Linked DNA regions of Mus musculus: all the other regions are linked to region 2. A link is a contact called in public Hi-C, HiChIP or PLAC-seq and promoter capture Hi-C data. All regions are on one chromosome and are shown on one strand. Each heading gives the region's core, a stretch centred on a gene start, on an enhancer-like site or on the middle of the called end of the contact. The rest is flanking DNA. Distances are from core to core; before and after follow the strand shown. Region 1 holds the start of Dmpk (dystrophia myotonica-protein kinase). Region 2 holds the start of Bcl3 (B cell leukemia/lymphoma 3). Region 3 holds the start of Fbxo46 (F-box protein 46). Region 4 holds the start of Irf2bp1 (interferon regulatory factor 2 binding protein 1). Region 5 holds the start of Eml2 (echinoderm microtubule associated protein like 2). Region 6 holds the start of Opa3 (optic atrophy 3). Region 7 holds the start of Pglyrp1 (peptidoglycan recognition protein 1).

Region 1 (3,505 bases), core at 739-3,238, 740 kb before region 2:
GGCTGCGGGAGTTGACTGAGTTCTCACAGACACCCCTCTGTCTCCCTAGTTCACAGACGAGGAGACCGAGGCCCAGGCAGGGCAAGCAAGTTGGCCCAGGTCACCCAGCAAGTCAGTTGTAGAGGTAGGACAACCCCTGAAGCTGCAAGTGGACCCCAGTTTCTTTTCTCTCCACTGTCGTCCCCTGTATGCCCAGGACACCTGGGGCCACATTACTGTGGAAGTGCTACTCTGGGTCAGTGGAGACGGCCGAGCTGTTTGTTCCTAGCTAGGACAGCAGCTTTAGGCCTGGGGGGCAGATCCCAGCTGGGGCAGCAGCTCCAAGGCCTTTGGGTGGCTCCTTCTCCGGGTTCTGGCAGAAGCCCAGGTGCTGTCTAATCCACCTTTCTCCTCTTGTTCTCCCCAGGGCATCTCCTCCCAACCAGGCAGCTCCCCCAGTGGCACTGTGGTGTGAAATGTGGATGTCCCATGTTCCCGGCCTCCTAGCCATAACCCTCCCCGCTGACCTCAAGAATCACTGTATTAACAAGACTAATCATGATGGAAGGACTGCTCCAAGCCCCACGCTGCACACATACTGGGGGTCCCCTAGGTTGGCCCAGCCATGGGGATGTAGTGTCCTGTGTGGCCTTGGCCCTGTCCTCCACCCACTGCCAAGTACAATGACCTGTTCTCTGAAACATCAGTGTTAACCATATCCCTGTCCCAGCATGTGACTGTTCACTCCTGGGAGAGACTTAGCCCACAGTACCCCTGGGTGAGAGGGCAGGGCAGGGGCCATCCCCACTCCTGCCCAAACTCCACCCCTTGCTATGGTCTGTGATTTTGAAAGTGTTAAATTATGGAAGCCCTGAGGGCCCTCCTTGTTCCCCTGGACCTCTTATTTATACTAAAGTCCTTGTTTGCACAGTGTTTCTGTTCCCTGGGGCAGGGTAGGGTGGGGGTTGCAGTACTTGGCCTCCAAGCTGTGCTCTGACCAAAGGAAGCCCAATCTTAGCTGTTTCCCCATCCCTAGCCCCGAGCAGAGAGCCCTCTGAAAGATGAGTCTCGACCCCCAAAGTCAAGAGGCTGAGATGGCCTTCCTACTAGGTCCTTGGAGATGTTTGAAACTTGTTTTAAACACCAGGACTATCCAAGCATGCTCTCCTTGGGGAGAGGAGGATGCTGGAATTGACTGCACTCCCTGCCTCCTCTGAACATGCCTTTGCAGTCTGCTGCCCCTGGCCCATTTATGACTGGCCATCTAGTGCCAGCTGGAGGTCATGATTTCCTCCCCAGAGAACTGGCCACCCTAGAAAGAAGCTAACTTGTCGCCTGGCTTGCTGTCCAGGCAGCTCCGCCCTCAACCCCTAAAATGTTTCTGTCTCTAATCCTAGCCCAGGCAGGAATGTGGCTGCCCCGGCCTGTGGCCAAGGAGCTATTTTGGGGTTCTCTTTTGCTTAAGGAGGGCCTGGATCCACCACTTGCCTCCCCCAGGCTGGGGCCAGCAGGTCACCCCTGGCCCTGGCGGCTGAGCAAACTCTCTCCTGATCTTCCTTCTACCTCCTGCCAAAAAATGGGGGGGCGGGTAATACAGCAGGCACAGGGGCTAAATTTAACTGTCCCAAAGTCGGAATCCATTGCTGAGTCACGAAGAAGCTGCCCCTGGCCTTTGCCCCCCCCACTACCCCCTCACCCCCTGTTGCCCAGGCATCAGCCCTTTCCCCCAACCCCTCCCAGCTCTGAGTCTATAGACTGGCTCTCCTGGGCACTGACACCTCCCACCTGTAACTCCCTGTGCTCTCTTTATGGGTGGGTAGAGTCAATGGGGGGGGGCAACCCTGGAGTATTACTCTGTCCCCTGACATTGGGCTCTGAAGAGTTTTGAGGGGCCCTGGAAGAAGGGAGTTGGGGTGTTGGCTCAGGAGGGGTTAAAAACTGGGAGGCGGGAGGGGGGCTGGGCCAAGGGGTGGAGAAAAGAGGAGGAGGCCTTAAGCATAGAACTGGCCAGAGAGACCCAAGGGATAGTCAGGGACGGGCAGACATGCAGCTAGGGTTCTGGGGCCTGGACAGGGGCAGCCAGGCCCTGTGACGGGAAGACCCCGAGCTCCGGCCCGGGGAGGGGCCATGGTGTTGCCTGCCCAACATGTCAGCCGAAGTGCGGCTGAGGCAGCTCCAGCAGCTGGTGCTGGACCCAGGCTTCCTGGGACTGGAGCCCCTGCTCGACCTTCTCCTGGGCGTCCACCAGGAGCTGGGTGCCTCTCACCTAGCCCAGGACAAGTATGTGGCCGACTTCTTGCAGTGGGGTGAGTATGGATAGGAAGCCTGGGGTTGGGTGCAAGGCAGAGGTGGGTCTACAGGGCAAGAATGGGCTATGGAGGGGCAGGAGGGCCTGGAAAGGGCTTTTTGTAAGGGAGCCAAGCAGAGCTCATGACCTGACCCCAAGCTCCCCTGGTGAGGCACCAGGGTCAGTGAGGCCACCTATGACTCAGCCAGTGCAGGCTGGGGTGGGCATAGCCTCCTGCTATCTCAGCACCCACACTAGGACCTGGCAGCTTTCTCTTTTAGGACCCTTGGCTCCTCAAACTGGCTTCATAGCCCTCCCCAGTTTCCCAGAGTGTGGGGAGGGACAGCGTGGGGCAGCTGCCAGGGTGTGGCCCATAGGCAGGTGTTTGGCGTCTGCCTCCCCAGCTGCCCTGACAGGTGTCCAGGAGCTATGAGGGCACTGTGACTCACAGAGGCCCTGGGGGAGAACCAGCCCGGCAGACAGGCGCCACCGAGCACCCTTTCTGTTCCCCAAATTAAGAGGAAGGAACAACTTCAGCTTCTGAGTGTGCCCATCCCTAGCACTCTGATCCCGCCCAGCCTTTGTGGGCCAGATTGGTCATCCCTCCTGGCTTCTCATCTGCTTTTGTGGTTCTAGCTCAAGACCTCTAATTCCTCTGCTGACTTAAATGCCCTTCCCCAGAGGTCTTCTCAGGCCTAGTGGACAAGCTTGGAGCCTTATCTGCTCCTGCCCAACATTGAGCCAAAGCTCCAGCTTACCCCAGCTTCCTTACAAGTAACGACCTGTTTTGTTGCTCTGTGCCTATTATTAAGGGTCCAGGTCTTGATTCTTGGCTGTCTGCCCATGTGTGTGACCCTAGTGCATTCTCCCCTCCTCCCCCGTTTCACAGATGGAAAGGTTGAGGCCATCGGTTAGACTGCTAAGCCTGTGAAAGACTTTTTCTCCTCTCCAGTCTTTAGTGTCTCCCTCAACCTTTCTTTTGAAGGATGGGGTTTGGGCTGGCAGGGTAAACTGAGAACTGGGGTGGGGGCAGGGGGTCTGACCCTCTGGGAAGGAGCAGTCCTTTTGTGGCCTGAGCAGCATCCTGTGGGCCCCTCCCCTGCCAGGCCTGGGCGGGGGAGGGGGCCTGGGTTCCCGCTGCCTTAAAAGGGCTCAACGCCTTGGCTCTCTCCTCCTCCCCACCCCCCAGCCTTGGCCCTAGCTGTATCTTCCCCGGCTGCCCACTTTCCCAAACCCCTT
Region 2 (3,298 bases), core at 416-2,915:
ATAATGTTCTTGTTCGTGCCCCTCCTCCCTGCTCCTGCACCCTCCATCCCTCACCTCTAACCTCCATCCCTCACCTCTAGCCCCCACCCCTCACCTCTAACCCCCACCCCTCACCTCTAGTCCCCACCCCTCACCTCTAACCCCCACCCCTCACCTCTAGCCCCCATCCCTCACCTCTAGCCCCCATCCCTTACCCTAACCTTCATTCCTTATTCCTATTCCTTCCTACATCACATCTCTTCTCTCACAAATGTCTGACCTCCATCTACAGAAAGGACCCTTAAGGGCAGAGAGAGCCCTGTCACCACCCAGCAGGGGACTTCAGTTATAAGATTACACTGTGAGTAATTAGCTGAAGGAATAAATGACAAGCTAATATCTGGGTGTAGGGGATCTGGGGAGTTGGGGCTGTCAGAAAACTTGTCCTTTAGAACCCTTTTGGATGACAACGTTGGGAAGGGTCATTGCACAGATGGGGAAATGGAGGGCAGGGTTCTCATCAGATGGAGAAGGTCTCTTGTTACATAGTGTCCTCCTGCTGGAGCATGATAGGTAGTAGCTGAAGAACCTGGAGGGCCCAGAGACCTCAGCAGCGCTGGGGTATTTAGCAGATAGTAATGTGCCTACTGCAGGTGGATGTCCCTTCCTGGATATAAAAGTTGAAGAGAAAGGTATCCGGTTTCTTGCTGTCTGACCAGCTCTGGGGTTCCCTTTCTAAAGTCCCCCCTTCCCAGGTCCCCGAATCCCTCTCCTTGGACCGAAGCCCTTCAGTTTCTAAATTCCTTGTGTTCCCTCTCTTAGAACCCTCAGTCCCCAAGCCTGCCCCTAGGGCCACCTGACCCAGGGACACTTGTGAGTGCTCACAACTAGCCTGCAGAATGCAGTCACTATCGCCCTAAGACCTCGGTTCCCAGGATTTTAACCTACCGTATCAGCCTCCTTGGATCCTGGGTCCATTTCTATTCATCTCCCCATATCTGCTTACCAGAACCCCAGTTTCCAAGGTCCGAGTGACGATTATTCATAGTTCTGAACATCTGGTCTCTCCCAACCAGATATTCTGCGTCTCTGGAGTGTCTTGGGATCCCATATCTGCGACACTGGACGCTGTCTTCTGACCCCCATTCCCCAAGGCCATTTGACCCTTGGGCACCTGCCTGGGTGAACTTCTTGGCACGCCCATGGCTGAGCTCCAGGGCCTCTCAACCTCTTTCCTAGCTGTCTTTGGGTCATCAACTTGCACCCTGGAGTCCCAGCTACCAGGAACCCCAACTATTTGTGTCCTGTGTTCTGCTGACCTTAGGTGGCCCCCACCCGGCCCTGACTTTCATGGGGGAGGCCACTCACCCTGGTAGTAAAGGGCCTCCGGCCTGGCCACACAGTGGGGGGGCCCAGGGACAACCGGGACGTCGCAGCCGCTGCGCAGGGCGTCCAGGGGTCCAGCGGGGCTGCGCGTGGTTGCGGGCTCTGGGGACGCGGGGCGCAGCGGGCGTTTGCGGAGTGGCAGCGCGGCGCCCGGGGTGCCCTTGGGCCGGGTGCGCAGGTCCACGGGCCCCTCGTCCATGGCCCCCGCGGGGCATCGGGGCATCGGGCCGCCCGGAGACGCCGGGGCGTGCGGCGAGCTCGGCACGGGAAGGCGGTCTCGCCGGGCAGCGGGACTTCCCCTGCCGCCGACTGAACTGAAGGGACTTTTGTCAGTCGGGGCGGCGCCCGCCTCCCGCCTCCCCGCCCCCGGGCCCCCGGGGCCACCCGTCCGCCCCAGGGGTTTCCTGGACCCGCGTCTCGGAGGCGGAGCTCCTGGTCCCCACCCGCCACTCTGCTCATTGTGCCTCTGGCCGGGAGCTCTGTCTGGGTCTGAGTCCTTGAGATTCTCACATCTTCTGTCTGTCTCTCGCTTTGTTAGACTGGAGCTCCTGTAGCCCAGGCTAGTCTCGAACTCACTATGTAGTAGAGGGTGGTCTTGAACTTCTGTTCCTCCTGTTTCAACCTCCTGAGTGCTGAAATGACACTTGCACTACTGTGCCTTGATCTATTTGTCTGTCTGTCTATCTATCTATCTATCTATCTATCTATCTATCTATCTATCTATCTATCTATCTATCTTTCCAGCCAGCCAGCCTGCCTTCCTTCCTTCCTTCCTTTCTTTTTTTCTTGGACCATGGATCGAAGGCTAGCCTTAAATTTGCTGTGTAGCGGAAGATGACCTTGAACTCCTGATCCTCCCTCCTCTACCTCCCATCTCGCCTGGGACACCATAACCGGCAAACGTTTCTGTTGGCTGGTGGGGGGGGGGGGAGGCTCCTGCGTGCTAGGGATCCATACTTCTAAGCCCCTCCCCCAAATCCCCCATCTCTGAATCTCTTGGCTGTGTCTGGCGATCGCTTCTACTTTTGTGAGCACCTTCCCCTCCCACTGGTCCCATCTTTCCTTTAGTATTTCTGACTCTTTCAGCCATCTCCCTTAGTGCCAACTCTGAAGTCCTTAGAGGCCACAGGGTTGCTAGGGCATGGGTCTGAATCCTGAGTCCTACTTCCTCTTGGGTGACCTTGGCCATGCACTTCTCCCTCTGAGCCGTTTCCTTTTTGCAATGCTGGAGCCTAGGAGCTTGTGCACTTGAGCGATCTCCCAGCCCTCTTTGCGTTCCGTTTTAAGACTAAGCTGTTCGGACTGGCTTTGCCTTTGTTCTGTAGCCCAGGATGGCTTAGAACCTGAATCTTCCTGTCTGAGGTGGGATGCAGGTCTGCACCATCAGGGTGAGCCCAGACTCACTCTTTGTGCGAGAGAAAAGCCCAGCCCAAGGCAGAGACTGGTTCTTGGCAGAAAGTAGCCACCCTCTGCCTTCCTCATGCCTCCTAACTCGCAGGGCACAGGATAGCTAGGGGTGCAGGAGAGCTCTGAATGTGTCTCCTTGCCAGGTCCCTGCACCCAGCCAGAGGCCTCAAAGAACGAAACGCCAATGAATCCCAGATGCAGAGAGAGAGAGGAGATTTGGAGACAGATCCTGAGAGATGCAAGTGTAGATAGGGAGAGTTAAGAGTTTGGACCAGCAGGCCTCACTTAGGGCTCAAGGCCAGACAACTGTGGGGGTTGGGGGGTGTAGGTTGACTCCCTCAGCTTTCCCCACTTCCCTTCCCACCCCAAGGAGGGGCTGGCTGGTGGGGAACAGGCCGGGCTGGTTGGGGCCCTGACTCAAACCCGCTGGAGCCGGGGAGGCGGGGCAGAGGCTCCGCCTCCTCCGGGTCCGCCCCGGGGCGGGGCAGCAGCTCGGGGCTTTCCCGGACATCCCGGGAGGTGGAGC
Region 3 (3,228 bases), core at 442-2,941, 700 kb before region 2:
CAGCACTCACCTCAAGATTTGCAATATGGCGTTAAGCCTCGACTTCTGCTTTGGCACTGGGCTCACGCTTCGACAGTCTGAAGGCTCCGGCAGCGGCTCGCGCGGCTCCCGCGGCTCGCGGGGTCCCAGGGATGCAGACCGCGTGCCTCCCGACGCGCAGACCGAGCGAAGAATGGCAGGGCGCGAGGCTGTGGCGCGAAGGCACCAGAGCGCCTGAGGCGAGGCCACGCCCCCTCCACGTTCCCGCCACGCGGTGCCAGGCACGAGCAGAGGAGCGTTGGAAAAGGGCAGTGCGGCGAGTGCGCACGCGCACCCGGGGCAGGGCACGGGCCACAGCTCCGACACGTGCTCCCGCTCCCGCGCTCGCAGCATCAGCCAATCAGCTCTTGCTCCATTACCCGCCCTTTCCTCAGGCCACGCCCTCTGTTTTGCCCCGCCCCCTGACCTATTTACCTCAGACCCCAGCAGGATTTGCCAGGTGTCCGCAAGCGCGAGGTGTCTGTACTCCCCCTGCTGGCCCTCCTGTGTCCCCATCCGACCCTTTCGCTTTAGGGCGCATCTGCTTAAAGACCACTGTGTGTCAAGTACCTTGTTCAGGCGGCTAACTTCGCCACCTTTCCCTGAAACGAGGCTTTGTAGACCCCATGGAAATGCCAGTTCCTGTAGCTGCAAACAAAGTAACCTTTAGTGTCTGAGTGTGGATCCAGTCTTGCTATATAGCCCAGGCTTGCCTACTACTTGTAACCGTTTTGTCTCAGGTCTGTCTGGAACGCAAGGAATGCACTACCTTGTAACTCAGGTTACAAACTACACAATTTATTTTTAAAAAGCATTTTAGTTTTAACTAGGTATACATGTTGGGGGGGTGGGGGGGAGGAATACTGCACGCAGGTGTCCCCAGATGCCAGAGGCATCAGATGCCCCTAGAGCTGGAGTTTTAGACAGGGGCTTCTAGGGGCATCTTCAGGGGCAAATGCAAATTCTCTGCAAGAGCGATGTCTTCCTAACCTCTGAGTAGTCTTTCCAGCTTCATCTTTATTTTTTGACACAGCGTCTCATACCCTTGACCAGGCTAGTCTCAAACTCACAGAGGTACACTAACCTCGGCGTCCAAAATGGTGCGATTAAAAGTGTGTGCCACCACGGCAGATTCAAACCGTACATTTTGGAAATGCTGCCAAGATTCCTGCCCTTCTGGAGGCTCTGTTCTACCTGTGATGTGAACATAGTGCCTGGGCTTTTCCTCACTTCGATATCTTGTTTTCTTTATTTGCCAATTAGGAGGTGGTGGTAGGCAAGTGTGGGGAGTGAGATGAAGGTGAGAAATGGGAGAGAAAGTTTGGGAAAACTCATATATTATTAATTATTTGTCAACTAACATGATAAATCAATAAAGTTGTTCTTCCTAAACTCTTCATCCCTCGCTAACGTCCCTTTGAAGTAGCCTCGATTCTCTTTTCAAGGGCCTCGGGCCAAAATGGAGGCGGCTGGACTCTATTTCCCAGATACCCTCGCGGGAGAATTTTCTGCGCCTGCGTATTTTAGTGTGCCCTTAGCCTCCTGGTAATTAGAGTTTCTGTCTCTCAGCCCGCCTAGTTTGTTTCCTACTCCACCTCCAAGTTACCGTATTGCATCTTGGGAGCTGTAGTCCATGGCCGCCCGTACTCTAATTCCCAGTGGGCTTCGGGGCCAGAACCCGGAAGGGGAGGCTGGAGAGGAGCGAGTGGGGGAAACCCGCGTAGTCGGGAGAGCTGCAGCGCGGGGAGATGGTGAGAGCCCCAAGCTGGGTCCTGCGGGTGCTTGAGAGTATGAGCGGGGTGTTCAGGACTTGGGTTCGAGAGGAAGCAAACTGAGGCTAAAGAAAGGGCTGGGTGTGGGGAGATCACTGTGGGTGGGGATTGAGAGGAACGGGAGCCCGAGGAAGTAGAAGAATGGGGGCTAGGGAGGGGTCTTGGAGGTGGAGAGAGTCGAGCTTTGGAATCAGCTATCAAGGGGATTGGGAGCTGGAGGAGTGAGGCGCGGAGTTGGAGTCCTGGCTGAATAGATCAGAGACCCTGAGTGGGTAATTTCGAGGGAGGTTAGTTAGCCTGGTTATATGGAAAGGCATAGGAGTCCGGGATAAATGAGTGAAGGGAGAGGCTAACCACGGATGCATTGGGTTGGGTTGCGGGATTGCGAGGTGGGGCGGCAAGGCCAGTTGAAGAGATGGGAGGTAGAAGTCATCGATGGTCCAGGTTAGCTTCTAGGACCAGGAGGCGTTGTAGGGTGCGTGAGTTAGGAGCGTGGCTGTCAATATCGTGTCTTAATCTAACCAAAAACTACCAATAAACTGGACAGCCACAGAACTCTGGGTTGATATGACCAGATGGGGTCCATAGAGACAACCTTTAGCACCCTTCTAGCCCCGGTCGTATCTAGATATAGTGGTTTGTGTGGGCAGTCCAGCTTTCAGGTTCCTTATTCTCTTTTGTGACCTGCACAGGTCTCTCTGTAACCCTCTTGTGACCTTATATGTATGGTGAGAACAAGCAGGCCATTCTGAAGATAGCTAAAGGGAGGTTCCATAAAAATTGATATTTTTGTTAGGAAAGTTAAGTCCCAGCGTCAAAGCTGTTGGTGGAAAGCTCCCGTCCCAGGAATGTTGACTGGATTCAAGTTGTTAAAAGATTTCCTATTCTTCAGTCCAGCCCCCCAGACATTTTCTCAAAACCTGACAATAGCCTATGTACACCACAGTTTATGCAGGGGACACCCCCGTCCCCAGCCCTACCCCTTTATTGCTAGCATCTTTTTCTAAGAAATGCCCAGGTTCGGTTTCAGCTGTGTGTGTATTAACTCACTGGATTCAGGCGGTGCCTTAAGTGTAGATCTTCATTTCACAGGAAGCAAGTAGAGGCACGGAGAGTTTAAGCAATCTTCTCCATGTCAGCCAACATTAAATGGTAAATGTACAATTGCAATTTGGGTCAGAATCTGCTTTGGTGGAGACACCCGGCCAGAACAACTGTCAGATAGGATTTAAGTCTTTTCTGTGACCTGAGCTTGGAAATCTGTCCAGCTATTAAATGAGATCCATAACCTTGGTAGGCTAGAGAGTTTAGGGAGATAATGTTTGGAAAGTGCTTAGACTAAGTGCATATAGTACACATGTGTTGTCTTGGGACTTGCTGTGTAGCTCAGGCTGGCCTCTTAACTCTTGAACTTCCCGCCTCAGGAGCCAGAGTGCTG
Region 4 (3,535 bases), core at 444-2,943, 820 kb before region 2:
AGTAGTACAGGAAACCTATGGTTGTGAACATAGTATCTCCCAGGAAACGATAAAAATAGGCAATTTGTTTAAGGGAGAAGTGTTAAAACAGTAATGCAGGTGGTAGTTAAATTGTAACGCTGAAATAGAAAGCCAGGGCTGCTGTGACTACTCTGGGGTGGGGGTGAGAAAACCACCAAGCCTCCACTAAGTGCAAACCTGGAAGAACGCAAAGAAGACACTGGGGGGGGGGGGGGGAATTGAGACCACCAGCGGGGATCCAGGCCAAGTGAGGGGAAAGGGCTGATGTGAGCTAGGTCCTGGAGACATATGTCGCTTCTCCTAGCTCCCCCCACCCCCCCAAAAAAGCTAAAAACATGGGGTGCCCACAGCCGATTGGGCCCACCAGGCCATTAAGCACTTGGAGGTTTGGGGTTGCCCTTCCCAGCAATCTCCTCTTGGCTTCCTCATTCCAAATATAAGAGTAATAAGAGCCCCCTAACCTGGGGGGTGGGGGTGGAGGGAGAGGGCGAAATTCCCTGCTAGCAAGGGGGGGGGGCAAGAATCGGGAAGGCCTTCCCCCCCCAAGCTTCCAAGCAGAGGAAGTACGTCAGTGCGTCCATCTCGCAGAGCATTTTGGGAATTGTAGTGAAATTGGAGGTGTACCGAGAAGCCAACTCTGTAACCCTTTAGAGACCAAATACGTGCACAGCTGGAGCAGAATTGGCAGGCTCAGAGAACGTTCTTTAGCAGATGAGGAAACTAAGGCAGCCGCCTGGCTCGGAAGCCTACAGTCTTATCATCCTGTAGCCTCTGGGCCGCCCTTGAGGCTAGTACCTAAGACACTGGGAAGGACAAACTGCCAAGTAGACACTACTCTCCAAGAGTTGCCTGAAACCATCCCCTTGAAACCGTCCAATCAGAGCCTCTCCGCCCCAATTCCCCCAAAGCTGCTGCCTTTCTAACCGGTTATTGGCCCTTCTTGAAGGGGCGGGATTCTAAGAGAGGGCAAGACTCTTCTAGAACTGCTCAGCAAATCAGAGCAGAAACTGCTTTCCGGCTTCTGGGTATGGTGTCGGGACTGTAAACCCACAAGGAGGCTGAAGCAGGGAGATTGCAGCAAGTTTGAGGCCAGCCTAGACTACATAGGCTAGCCTTCTAGGCCAACCTGAGCTAAAGAATAAATCTAAGTCTTAAGAAAGAAAGAGGGGGGGCTGGTGAGATGGCTCAGTGGGTAAGAGCACCCGACTGCTCTTCCGAAGGTCAGGAGTTCAAATCCCAGCAACCACATGGTGGCTCACAACCATCCGTAACGAGATCTGACTCCCTCTTCTGGAGTGTCTGAGGACAGCTGCAGTGTACTTACATATAATAAATAAATAAATAAATAAATCTAAAAAAAAAAAAAAAAGATTGTTTAAAAAAAAAAAAAAGAAAGAAAGAGGGGGCGGGGAAAGGGGGGAAATTGCATCCACAGCAACTTGGCCACCCGAGCATTTATGAAACCATTACCCACTCCATGGACCCTGTGTGCGAACCCCAGCTTCCTGGCGAGGCACAGTGAAAATTAAGCACCCAGACCAGCGCGCGCCCTCTTTTCCCGCCACTGCTTTCTACCCAGTCCCCTTTAAGAAGCAGCCCCGACGGGACTACATTTCCCAGAAGGCTTTGCCCGCGCGTTATGTAACTTTCCCTGCGAAGCGGCCTCTGGGGCAGAAGAAGGAGGTGGAGGCGACGGCGGCCGTTGCAGCGGCGTCGGCGGCGCGAGCGGAGCGGCGGGAGCCTGGGGCGGCGGCGCCCGAGGCCCATCGAGGAGCTGGAGCTGTGCATCGCGGCTCACGGCGCGGACCGGACGGGGGCGCCGACGTGCGTGCTCGTGGCTTGCCTTTTCCACCGGAGGCGGGAGTGAGAGAGAGAGGAAAAAAAAGGCTGAGGGCCCAGGGGGCGGGGAAGGGGGGCCGGGCCTGAATCCGGCGGGGAGGCCGAGCCCGAGGCCGGATTGAGCGGCTCGCGCGCCCGTCCCGGGGCACGGCGGAGCGAACGTGGGCGGCGGGTGCACAGCAGGGGCACCTGGCGGCGTTCCGGGGGGCGCCATGGCGTCCGTGCAAGCGTCCCGCCGCCAGTGGTGCTACCTGTGCGACCTGCCCAAGATGCCGTGGGCCATGGTGTGGGACTTCAGCGAGGCTGTGTGCCGCGGGTGCGTGAATTTCGAGGGCGCGGACCGCATCGAGCTGCTCATCGACGCCGCCCGCCAGCTCAAGCGCAGCCACGTGCTCCCCGAGGGCCGCTCGCCCGGACCCCCGGCTCTCAAGCACCCGACTTCCAAGGACCTAGCCTCCACGGGCTCCCAGGGCTCCCAGTTGCCACCCCCGCAGGCCCAGGCGCAGCCATCGGGGACCGGCGGTAGCGTCTCAGGCCCGGACCGCTATGACAGGGCTACTTCATCCAGCCGCCTGGCGCTGCCTTCGCCGGCTTTGGAGTACACCCTGGGGTCCCGCTTGGCCAACGGGCTGGGCCGCGAGGAGGCCGTGGCGGAAGGGGCACGCAGGGCTTTGCTTGGCTCCATCCCCAGCTTGATGCCCCCCGGGCTGCTGGCAGCTGCAGTGTCTGGCCTTGGAGGCCGAGCTCTGACGCTGGCACCTGGCTTAAGCCCCGCTCGTCCACTTTTCGGCTCCGATTTCGAGAAGGAGAAGCAGCAGAGGAATGCGGACTGCTTGGCAGAACTGAACGAGGCCATGCGGGGCCGGGCGGAGGAGTGGCATGGGCGTCCCAAGGCTGTAAGGGAACAGCTACTGGCTCTGTCCGCCTGTGCCCCTTTCAATGTTCGATTCAAGAAGGACCACGGGCTGGTGGGACGGGTGTTCGCCTTTGATGCCACTGCCCGCCCTCCGGGCTATGAGTTCGAGCTGAAGCTCTTCACCGAATACCCCTGTGGTTCTGGCAATGTTTACGCGGGGGTCCTTGCAGTGGCTCGCCAGATGTTTCATGATGCTCTTCGAGAGCCAGGGAAGGCCCTGGCCTCATCGGGCTTCAAGTACCTCGAGTATGAACGGCGCCATGGTTCAGGGGAATGGCGCCAGTTAGGAGAGCTGCTTACGGATGGGGTCCGCAGCTTCCGAGAGCCTGCTCCTGCGGAGGCCCTGCCCCAGCAGTACCCAGAACCGGCCCCTGCTGCTCTGTGTGGCCCACCTCCAAGAGCCCCATCCCGAAACCTGGCGCCCACTCCACGCCGTCGCAAAGCATCCCCTGAGCCCGAGGGCGAGACAGCTGGGAAGATGACCACGGAGGAGCAGCAACAGCGGCACTGGGTGGCGCCAGGCGGTCCATACTCTTCAGAGACCCCTGGTGTGCCCTCACCTATTGCTGCCCTCAAGAATGTGGCCGAGGCTCTGGGCCACTCACCCAAGGACCCTGGTGGGGGTGGAGGCTCTGTCCGCGCAGGGGGTGCTAGCCCCGCGGCTTCCTCCACAACCCAACCACCGGCCCAGCATCGTTTGGTGGCACGCAATGGAGAGGCAGAAGTCAGCCCCACTGCCGGGGCTGAAGCTGTCAGCGG
Region 5 (3,396 bases), core at 443-2,942, 650 kb before region 2:
CAAAAGAACAAGAACAAATCAGGAACAAGCATATTTTCTGAAATTGGGCCTTGTGGTATATGCCTATTAATCCCAGTACCAGAGGGTTTGGAGCAGGAATATTAGAAACTCATCAGACACCATTCTCTTAGCTATGTAATGAGTTGGAGGCCAGCCTCAGGTACATGAGACCTATATCAAAACAAACCATAGGTAGACTAGGAGTGAAGCTAATGTTTTCCCAGTACTTGGAAGGCTGAGGCAGAAGGATCACAAGTCTGAGGCAACTTGGGCTACTTAGTTTTTTGCTAGACTGGACAACAGAGAGGAATACATCAAAAAACAAAACAAAACAAACAAACAAAAACCCAGAGCCAGAGGTCTGGCTGTGGTGACACTTAACTCCAGCAGTCCTGAGGCAGAGGCAGGAGGCTCTACTGAGTTGGAGACTAGTCTGGACTATATATCAAGTTCCAGGACAGCCAAGGTTACATAGTGAGACCCAATCTTTAAAAAGAAAGAAAGGAAGGAAGAAAGAAAAGAAGAGAGAAAGAGAGAAGAGAAGAGAAGAGAAGAGAAGAGAAGAGAAGAGAAAAAGAGAAGAAGAAGAAGAAGAAGAAGAAGAAGAAGAAGAAGAAGAAGAAGAAGAAGAAGAAGAAGAAGAAGAAGAAGAAGAAGAAGAAGAAGAAGAAGAAAAAAAAACTAACATAGGTAGGGATGGAGTCACTGGCCTGTAACTCCAGATTTTGGGAAATGGAGACAGAGCATGAAGGTAAGGAGTTCAAAACTGGCCTAGGCTATATAAGACCCTGATTCAAACAACAACAAAAAACCCAGGTATGGCAGAGCGGGCGCAGGGTAGGGTGTGGGCTGGGCTGGACTATAGAGTAATGTCTTCACTCAAAAATACAAGACAACAAAACAAAGCAAAATGAACCCCGTGGTCTGGGTCATGACTTGGGAAAGGCGGCCCCATCTTTAAATCCATTGTCAGTTTCTGTACCCCCTCCTTCCCTCCTAGTTCCCCAGTTTCCGAGCCTGCTCTGACTGACACCGCCAGCTGGTCCCGGGTTTCACAACTGGGTCTCTGTCAAAATACGGACTGGATAACGCCTTCCTGAGAGAGGAGGATTGTAGGAGCTAATAGCTTCTGTGGATGAAGTGGATTGGAAGGTTAGGGCGGGGCTAATGACTTGAGGGCGGGCTCTAAATTCTGAGGGCGGGGCTAACTCTACTAGAGCGTCTGGTCCAAGGTTCCAGTCCTGAGATGTTCAAGGGGGTGTGGCTATTTGCTCTAGGGGCGGGATTAGAACTTTTGTTGTTTCTAGATTTAGGGGGTGGAGCTAAGAGCCCTGGGGGCGTGTCTAGCTCTAATAAACAAGGAGCGGGGATCCGGCTAGGATACAGGCGCAGGTTATAGAATAACCTGTCATATTTAAGGTTTCAATGTCAAGTTCTGGTCGTGCGAGGGGACTTATGGGAAATCAGATAAAAGATTTAGAGGAGGCTTTCGGGAATAGGAGTGTCTTCTTTCACCCCATCCTCCTTCCAGAGCTGAGGGGCGACGCTTCAGGATGAAAAGCAGGAAGGACCCTGCCCCTTCAAACCCGTCCGCATCCTTATTGGCGGAGGAGCCTGCGCGACAGACTCTCATTGGTTCCTAACGGGAGAGGAGGGTGTAGAGAGAATACACTCAGGTTTGTGGGAGGGACCAGACAGTACCTAGGGGGACCCCGACGCAGCCAATCCTGACCTGAAGACTGTTGCGGGGGTTGGGGGAACGGACAGAGCAGTCTCTCGACACCCTTACAGGGCATCCTAGGGGATGACCCCTGTGCCAGGCTCAGAGCCGGCCGCCTGATGCTGGGTGGGCCGTGCTGGGGATGCTGGAACGAAGGGCGTTGCTATGGCAACGGGAGGCAGGGCCTGGGGGGGGGACCGGGCCCGAGCTGGGGCTGCGGGGGCCGGCGGTGGCTGTGGTGGGGCAATGGCGGAGCGCGGCCCGGCCTTCTGCGGCCTCTACGACACGTCCTCTCTGCTGCAATACTGCAACGGTGAGAGCCCCCTTCCTAGTTCAGACCCTGGCCCCGCCCAGGGTGGACCTACCTCCTCCTGCCCCAACCCTTTTCTTCCAAGTCCTTATCTCCTCCCTTGTGAGAGATTCTCCCTTTCTCCTCATCAACAGGATTCTGACCCCAAAACAAGGTCCTTTATCCCCAAAGTCACGATCCTGCTCCCCCTATCCCAACAAACACCTGCTCCGAAGGTGTCCAGACAGAGGGAAGGGTAAAGATCGTAGAGGAGCCTGTGAGGGAGAGGGCAGACCTGGGGTTGGGGTAGGGAGTCAGCTCGATGTGGAACTCTTTCTGCCCCCTACCTCCTCAGCCCCTTCCCCGGGACCCTTCCCTGTCTTTGGGCATAGCAGGGGGAAATGCTGAATTGAGGGCTGGGCTTGGGAATAGTAAAACAGCAGAAGACTTTCTGTACACTGCACTGTCTTCAGCTTTGCCTCTGCCCCCTCTCCCCACCCCAGGTAGAATCCTCTTCTCCCCTAGACAAATGTGTATGGCGCCAGTAGGGCCATTTTAGTACGAGGGGAGCTGGGCTGGAGGAGTGGAGAGGTAAAGAGACGCGGAGAGTGGACACTGGTCTCTAGGCCAGGAAAACGTCCAGGAGGAAGCCAAGAGCTTGAGTCATGGGGTGGGACCATCAGGCCAAGCAAGGCCTCAGATGAAAGCTGACGACCGTTCAGGGTCAATGTGCCCCCATGTCAATCAGGGGGCCTTGCCAAAGGATCATCTCAGAGTTTGGAGGTCACTCCCTTGGGCACACAAACACTTTGCTAGGGACCCCTAGAGTTGGCAAAGGAACTAGAATGTTATTTAATCCCCCATCTACCTTCTAAAGGTTAAGGACCACAGGGTGTCTCAGGCTAGGCCAAGTATGGGTTCTGGTCCTGAAAGAAAAGCTGTGTCCGAATCAAGTGGCTGGGATCTTCTGGATGACAGTCCTTGATGAGGCCTCTACAGCCATCAGAGTAGAGGGTGGGGGTGGGATAGCTGCCATATTTATTGGTTCATCTTATTTTGGATTTATTAAGCTCATATCATGATGTGGGAAACATGTTAAGTGTGGGGCCTAGCTCTTGTATTTCCAACGGTAACATTATTTACCGGAGGTAGAAAAGGGCTCAAAATAAGGTGGGTTGCTGGCTCCCCTACCCCCTACTGGCTGTGCAGTCCTTGGCTTATCTCTAAACTCCCTGACACCGTCTTCTTCACAGGACCCTGGGACTTCCCGATAGAGGTCTCAAGTCTCTGCAATCTTCTCCCTCCGACCTCGAGAGCCCCCCTCCCCCCTCCTTCTGCAGGTCCAGACACCGAACCTGCGGAGCACTGGGTGGGTGGGGGTAGAGGA
Region 6 (3,256 bases), core at 71-2,570, 590 kb before region 2:
TAGCCACGACCCCTCTGCTCCTTTGCCTTCCGGTCCCTTCCCGTCCCCAACTACCCATCCTCACGCCACCATCCAGGAATTTCTCTCAACTAAGTCTTGACTTTGTTTATATGATTTTGCTCCCTGCTGGGTAAGGGAGGACAGTCTGGGACATGTCCTTAAAGTTCCTTCCTGAGCCAGCTCCCTGGGGACCCTTACCCTCCAAAGGAGGAAGTCAGGCTGCTTGAGAACCAGTGATATTAGGCAATGTGGTGGCTGAGAAGCCCCGTGTCACCCCGTTCTTATGGGACCCTCAGTCTTTCACTCGGTTACTTGGGAAAAGGATGGATTAGCTGTAGTGCACATTTGGGCTTTGCGGGACATGCTCTACATGTAGTTACTTCCTGTGTTTTACATTCAGGATTCACACACAAAGCTGACTAGTAGAGCCACTCAGTGAGCATGGCGCAGCGATAGAGTCACCGCCTAACCCCCTCCCCCCTGGGAGGAGCTGGAGTCTTTTGCTCAGTGGTGGAGCCCCCCTCCTAAGATGGGAAATGCCTTGGGGTTCAGAGACACAAGCCTCACAACACAGAAAACACAAGACAGGTACTGTTATGTGTGACATTTTGCTCACGGGGATGCTGACATCAATGCTGGGCCGTGTAGCGCAGGGCTGTGATCCCAGCACCGCACTGCGGCACAGACACAGGAGGATCAGGAGTTCCAAGGACAGCGTAGGCTACACATTGAGTTCGGAGCCAGGCTGGGTTACACGAGACCGGCTTTTAAAAACAATTAGGGGAAAAAAAACAACAACAAAAAAAGAACGAACCGATTTCCTGAAGGGTTGAGTCACTCCTCCAACTTCAGAGAGTGAGTAAAGCGGCAGGTCTGTATGACTACGCGCTGACTCGCTCCCCTCCCCGGCGAGGGCACTAACCGCCGGGAAGGCGCACCCCGACTCTTTAGACTTAATTGGGACTCACCAGGCGCCTCCTATGGGCAGGGAAATCGACTCAGTACGTGACATCACGCAAGACGCGGTGACGTCAGTACGTCGGGACTAGGGCTCCGGCCACGCTCCCACGAGCGGCCGTTTAACGGCACCGCCCTCTGACGCTTCACTTCCGCCGCACATTTGCATACCCAACGTACGGACGTCGAGGCGTCGACGCGGCGACGTCACGAGCGCCCGCCCCCCCCCCAGCAGACAAACACCCTCCCCACCACCTCCGCCGCGAGCGTGCAAACGCACGCTCCTACGTAGGCACGTAGGCAAGTCCTTCCTTACGCAAGCACGCACGGCCCACGGGCGGGTGGGGGAGGAACGGCGAGGTCGGCGGCGCCCCGCCCAGTCAGCAAGGTTGCGCGTGCCCCAGGGCGGCCGCCGAGATGGTGGTGGGCGCGTTCCCCATGGCGAAGCTGTTCTACTTGGGCATCCGGCAGGTTAGCAAGCCGCTGGCCAACCGTATCAAGGATGCTGCCCGCCGCAGCGAGTTCTTCAAGACCTACATCTGCCTACCGCCAGCCCAGCGTGAGTCTCACCCCAAGGCCTCTAGCCCTTCCATTCCCGATCTTTCTAGTTCAGGGGAACGGCGTCTGTGCTTGACCAATCCCGGCGCGAACCGGCAAAACGCTATAGCCAATGAGGATGGCTTCTGCTAGAGGGGCGTGTCACTGACCCAATAGGGAAGAAGGGAGAGCAGTCAGGGGCGTCACCGCGCGAGTTTGGAATGCAAGCCAATAGAGAAGAGGGCTTCTGGCGGTTGACGTCTACACCAGCCAATAGGATGAGGTGTGAGAAACACCAGGGTGGAGCTTATTGTCAGAAGTTAGGGGCGGGACCGAGAAGAAGTCCCCTTAGCGATCCGCTTCGGAGCCATCCTTAAGAGAGACACTTGACTACAGAAACCCCAGTTTGTCCCTCAGTTTCCCTTCGGCCCTGTGGGTGATTTGCGTATCACCCTGGGTTTAGAGCACAGAGCTTGTGCGTTAGTTTTACACTGAGTTAGGGTCGTGATAGTGTTGGAATCTTGCGACCTGGCAAAAGGATGAACCCAGAATGGGCGTCCTTCCGTTTATTTATGAGTTTCCTCACACCGATCCTTTTCGTTCGGTAGCCGCACCGTGCAGGCTTCTTAGCCCGACACTGGGAAAGATACGGTCCTAATATGTCCGCATTATGTCAGGAACTGTAGGCAGACTCGAGTTTAGAGCAGCCGGGTGAGCCAAGGGAGTCTCCTGAGCAAAGACCTCACTTGCTTCGCAAACGCACCAGATGTGTGCTCCTAGAAAAGACTGATCTCTGTAAAGCAGAGACGAGGGGGAAGTCTTTGTAATTTACCGAGAACTACCGTTCATGTTTGTCCAACGCCCCATGTAGCTTATAAATGATATGATGAGTGTTTGTTTTGAGCTGACCCTGCTTATAAAACAACAGGGTCTATCTACGCCAGTACCAGTCTGTCGAACCAAGACTCATACAGTGACAATCTAGATGGGATGGCAGAGCCCACTAGGTACCTGACCTGACATAGAGTACAAAGAGCACTTCCGGGTAGAGGGAATATTCCAACTGAGACTGAAGGGTGAGGAGAATCTCACCAGACCACTGAGGGACATTGTTGGCTCCAAGGGTGGAACATAGGCACTAAGGGGACCCTTGACTTTTCTCCTCCACATGTGTGTTTAATAAGATTCTTGGTCATTTTGGGTTTTGGTGGAGCTTCTGCCTGGGCCAAAGGTCTTGCAGTGGAAATTTTGGGATTTTGAAGCAAGAAATGATGGTATAGACTCACATCCCAGTGTTTGGGAGGTTGAGACAATAGGAACAGGTCAGCTACCTTAAGATACCTGATTGAGTTCAGTCTGGGCTACATGAGACCTTGTCTCAAAACCAAAGATAAATAAATAACTAAACAGACAAACCAGCCTGTCATGGTGGTGTACGCCTTTAATCCCAGCACTTGGGAAGCAGAGGCAGGTAGATCTCAGATCTCTGAGTTCAAGGCCAGCCTGATCCACAGAGTGAGTTATAGGACAGCTAGGGCTGTTACACAGAGAAACCCTGGCTACAAAACAAAACAAACAAACAAACTGGTCCCATATGTTTGTCAATCTCAGCACTTGGAAGGCAGAGGCAGGAGAGTCAGTGCAAGTTATGAAGTATCTTTACTTATAAAGTGAGTTCCAAGATCTGCAGGACACAAACCAGGGATGACAACTTAAATTTATAGAAGAAAAAAGTAAGCCATCGCAGGCAGGAATTTGGTCA
Region 7 (3,197 bases), core at 82-2,581, 940 kb before region 2:
TCCCCCAATGAGGGGCTGGGGGCGTGGCTCAGTGGTAGAGCCCCTGCCTAGAATCCCCCAGTGAGGGGCTGGGGCATAGGTCAGTAGTAAAGTGCTTACCTTCCAAGCACAGGCCCTGAGTTCCATCTGTAGCATGACCATAAATAAATAAATAAATAAATAAATAAATAAATAAATAAATAAATAAATAAATTTATTTACTTTTGAGCAAACAGATTTACTGAAGATCCCTGGAGAATGTGAGAGGCCCCAAGGGAGGAATACCCAAATCCATTCAAAGTGAAAGCAAAGAGCAAGGCTGTCTGTCCTGAATCCCCATGTGTGGTGAGAGGCATGGGAATGGGAGTCTGACTGGGACAGAAGCCCAGGGACAGCTCTCCACAAGACCTGAATGAATGTGACCCTCTGCACCCAGTGTCACTTCTCTCCAGAGCAGAACTGCGATGGTCACCATGCAAACAGGAGCTGGCCTGAAGGTGTAGTAGTGACACATGACACAATGTGCCAGACATCCAAGGGCTGAAACCCAGTTCTCTCTGATCAACTCTGGGGGTCAGAAGCCCTGTTACCAACTCCATACTGCAGTCACACAAACGGGCACCAAGAGGTTAAGAAGTTAGTGTGGGCTCACACAGTAGAAAATGGCTGGAGTTCGGATGCAGGCACCCTGGCTGATTCAGACACTGGACAGGAAGCACTACTGCCTGCCGTTTCTTGGGAAGCGACTTCCAGTCTCCAAACATTTTCCTCTGCTGTGCAATGGGCATCCACACACTTAGCCTCCTGTCCTGCCCCGTAGGGTTGAGCATCCTCAGACTTGGACCCTGTGGGATCTGCAGCCAGGTGCAGAGGCTGTGCACACCTGTAACTTCAGTACTTGGGGTGTGGAGACAAGAGGAGCAGGAGCTGAAGGTCATCCTTGGCTAAACAGAGTTCAAAGTCATCCTAAGCTATGTGAGACACTCATACAGGAATACATTCTTAAAAGGAACTTTTGTTAGCCCCACCTGCAGGAAGTAAGTTTGTGCCAAAGCCCTGGGCCCCTTACCTATGCAAGTTCCTGTTAGGTTACACCATCCCCCACTGAGATCTAAGCCTTGGAAACCCCAGGAAACAACTGAATGTCCAGTCCTTTGTGCCCTTCCTGATGAGAGAGCCTCTCTCCCCACCTACTGACACTTAGCAAAGGCTCCATCACGGCCCCACCTCTGGTTAAAGGAGGAAGCTGGGTCTGGGTCGGAAAGTCCCGCCCAGGTGTGAAGCAAGCCCTTCCTCTGCCCACACCCTTCACCATGCCCAGAAGATAAAGTACACAGGATGAGGGCCAGCTCATACACAGCCCTGCAGTCCTGTGCGGCACGTCCAGCATGTTGTTTGCCTGTGCTCTCCTTGCCCTCCTGGGTCTGGCAACCTCCTGCAGTTTCATCGTGCCCCGCAGTGAGTGGAGGGCCCTGCCATCCGAGTGCTCTAGCCGCCTGGGGCACCCAGTTCGCTACGTGGTGATCTCACACACAGCCGGCAGCTTCTGCAACAGCCCGGACTCCTGTGAACAGCAGGCCCGCAATGTGCAGCATTACCACAAGAATGAGCTGGGCTGGTGCGATGTAGCCTACAAGTGAGTATGGAGTGGGCTGAAGGAGGTCGACCACACCTTCCAACCCTCCTGGTGCTGGATCTGCAATCTCCTGTGGGTGCTGAGGCTTTCTCCCCTGTAAGAGGGGACAGGAGCTGCTTCACATACAAGGTGACTTTCATATGTATCTTTCCTAAAGGCCTAGGCCTTGCCAGGACAACACCAGGCTGAGCCTTGCACCAAGTGAGTGGGCATATTGCAAGGCAGGACCAGGGAAACAGATGCTCAGGGCCCAGCTTCCTCTTCTGCAAAGGTCAACGGTATTATGGCCCCTAATACCCAATACCCAGGAAACTGGCTAGCATATGGCAGGAGCCCCAAAGCTATGGGCTAATGTCTCCTGTGTGCCAGAGTTCTAGATGGGAGCATTGCTTGAAGCATATCACGATAGCCCTGTGTGCATAAAGACAGAAAAAGATGTGTTTGGGGTGGACCAAGAACCCACTGGCTCCGTGTGTAAAGGTGTTTCCTAGCAAGTACAACAACCTGAGTTCTAACTCAGGCAGAAGGAGAAAACTGACTATTGATGGACTGATGGTGTCCGTGACACCTACGCATGCATCACATACACGCATCTCTCACTCACACACACATACACACACACACACACACACACACACACACACATGCTTTAGGGGGGAGGGCTTTGATAGGCACAGTATTGATGCCTGTAATCCCAGCAGTTGGAAGGATAAGGAAAGAGGATTGCAAAAAAAAAAAAAAAAAAAAAAAAAGAGGATTGCTGTGAGTTCAAGGCTACCCTGGGCTTCTCAGCAAAATCTTATCTCCAATAAGGGTGGATGGAGGTGGGGGGAAATAGGTGAGAGAGATGTCAGATCCCTAGGTAAGGGACGGCTTCCTGTGGCTTTGATGTGGCTCTAGAAGAGGCAGAAGGAAGCTAGGGATTGGGGTGTCCGGCACAGAGGCAAGTCCTAGGAGGTTCCTTCAGCCAAAGATGGGGTGGGAAGGGAGGGAGGGGGCACGGACGCAAAGGTCATGGTGAGTATTGCGGTCAAACAGTATCCACACAGAAGGTTCTGGGTGAGGGACAGGCATAGATCGACCCAGGTGTTAGTAGGCTCCCACTGGCTGGCCACAAAGGTCTGCTTAGATTGATCCGTCACACCTGCTTTTCAGTGTCACAGGCCGGGGTGTCATACCTGGGCCTGTTTGAACCCTATGACTTCTAAGGCTGCGCTAAGAGCCAGTTGCCTGCAGAATCGACTGGAAATGCCAGTGCCCATAAGACTGCTCTCTCTGCCAAGCACCTGAGGGTCAGAAGCCATCCCACCTGAGAGGGTTTTTGTTTCTGTTTGTTTTTCGGTTTTTCGAGACAGGGTTTCTCTGTATAGCCCTGGCTGTCCTGGAACTCACTCTGTAGACCAGGCTGGCCTCGAACTCAGAAATCCGCCTGCCTCTGCCTCCCGAGTGCTGGGATTAAAGGCGTGCACCACCATCGCCGGCCCCACCTGAGAGTTTAATCATTCTAAGGCTCCAGCATCAAAGCCCCTCCCCTAGATTGAAGTGGGGTAGGGAAGGCTGAACTGGGGCCACAGCTTTCAGC

Evidence for each region. A called contact is a pair of places that touch in the nucleus more often than the background predicts. HiChIP or PLAC-seq counts read pairs in DNA pulled down with a chosen protein or histone mark. Capture Hi-C pulls out chosen DNA fragments and counts their contacts.
Region 1: a contact with region 2 is called in a promoter capture Hi-C map of liver. The contact joins the promoter of Dmpk here to the promoter of Bcl3 in region 2. A contact is called at or near these places in 6 of 39 promoter capture datasets (the C10 cell line, frontonasal cranial neural crest, liver and 2 more), 2 of 115 datasets of contacts at active chromatin or transcription factors (bone marrow-derived dendritic cells and pancreatic cancer cells) and 2 of 9 other capture datasets (liver and macrophages).
Region 3: a promoter capture Hi-C map of pancreatic islet shows a contact between it and region 2. The contact joins the promoter of Fbxo46 here to the promoter of Bcl3 in region 2. A contact is called at or near these places in 1 of 115 datasets of contacts at active chromatin or transcription factors (pancreatic cancer cells) and 1 of 9 other capture datasets (pancreatic islet).
Region 4: a Hi-C map of muscle stem cells shows a contact between it and region 2, with 2.4 times the contacts expected there. The contact joins the promoter of Irf2bp1 here to the promoter of Bcl3 in region 2. A contact is called at or near these places in 2 of 484 Hi-C or Micro-C datasets (the G1E-ER4 cell line and muscle stem cells), 2 of 115 datasets of contacts at active chromatin or transcription factors (memory CD8 T cells and pancreatic cancer cells) and 2 of 9 other capture datasets (adipose tissue and liver).
Region 5: an H3K27ac HiChIP or PLAC-seq map of bone marrow-derived dendritic cells shows a contact between it and region 2, with 2.8 times the contacts expected there. The contact joins the promoter of Eml2 here to the promoter of Bcl3 in region 2. A contact is called at or near these places in 1 of 39 promoter capture datasets (maxillary cranial neural crest) and 1 of 115 datasets of contacts at active chromatin or transcription factors (bone marrow-derived dendritic cells).
Region 6: a contact with region 2 is called in an H3K27ac HiChIP or PLAC-seq map of embryonic stem cells, with 7 read pairs. The contact joins the promoter of Opa3 here to the promoter of Bcl3 in region 2. A contact is called at or near these places in 1 of 484 Hi-C or Micro-C datasets (B cells), 5 of 115 datasets of contacts at active chromatin or transcription factors (bone marrow-derived dendritic cells, bone marrow-derived macrophages, embryonic stem cells and 2 more) and 1 of 9 other capture datasets (adipose tissue).
Region 7: a contact with region 2 is called in a Hi-C map of neutrophils, with 4 times the contacts expected there. The contact joins the promoter of Pglyrp1 here to the promoter of Bcl3 in region 2. A contact is called at or near these places in 4 of 39 promoter capture datasets (cranial neural crest, hippocampal neurons, liver and 1 more) and 1 of 484 Hi-C or Micro-C datasets (neutrophils).

The regions. Positions count from the first base shown.
Region 1 is chr7:19,081,870-19,085,374 of GRCm38.p6, forward strand. Dmpk (dystrophia myotonica-protein kinase) reads left to right here and starts at 1,989. Exons shown (of 15, transcript NM_001379257.1): 1 at 1,989-2,285. The coding sequence starts at 2,126. It overlaps Dmwd (dystrophia myotonica-containing WD repeat motif), which reads left to right. Exons shown (of 5, transcript NM_010058.2): 4 at 50-124; 5 at 407-906. The coding sequence ends at 454.
Region 2 is chr7:19,821,090-19,824,387 of GRCm38.p6, forward strand. Bcl3 (B cell leukemia/lymphoma 3) reads right to left here and starts at 1,666. Exons shown (of 9, transcript NM_033601.3): 1 at 1,348-1,666. The coding sequence starts at 1,588.
Region 3 is chr7:19,118,168-19,121,395 of GRCm38.p6, forward strand. Fbxo46 (F-box protein 46) reads left to right here and starts at 1,692. Exons shown (of 2, transcript NM_175530.3): 1 at 1,692-1,769. It overlaps Bhmg1 (basic helix-loop-helix and HMG-box containing 1), which reads right to left and starts at 177. Exons shown (of 13, transcript NM_001370811.1): 1 at 11-177.
Region 4 is chr7:19,002,365-19,005,899 of GRCm38.p6, forward strand. It overlaps Irf2bp1 (interferon regulatory factor 2 binding protein 1), which reads left to right and starts at 1,694. Exons shown (of 1, transcript NM_178757.4): 1 at 1,694-3,535. The coding sequence starts at 2,073.
Region 5 is chr7:19,174,729-19,178,124 of GRCm38.p6, forward strand. Eml2 (echinoderm microtubule associated protein like 2) reads left to right here and starts at 1,693. Exons shown (of 22, transcript NM_001347582.1): 1 at 1,693-2,033. The coding sequence starts at 1,886.
Region 6 is chr7:19,227,069-19,230,324 of GRCm38.p6, forward strand. Opa3 (optic atrophy 3) reads left to right here and starts at 1,321. Exons shown (of 2, transcript NM_207525.3): 1 at 1,321-1,516. The coding sequence starts at 1,375.
Region 7 is chr7:18,883,359-18,886,555 of GRCm38.p6, forward strand. It overlaps Pglyrp1 (peptidoglycan recognition protein 1), which reads left to right and starts at 1,332. Exons shown (of 3, transcript NM_009402.2): 1 at 1,332-1,615. The coding sequence starts at 1,368.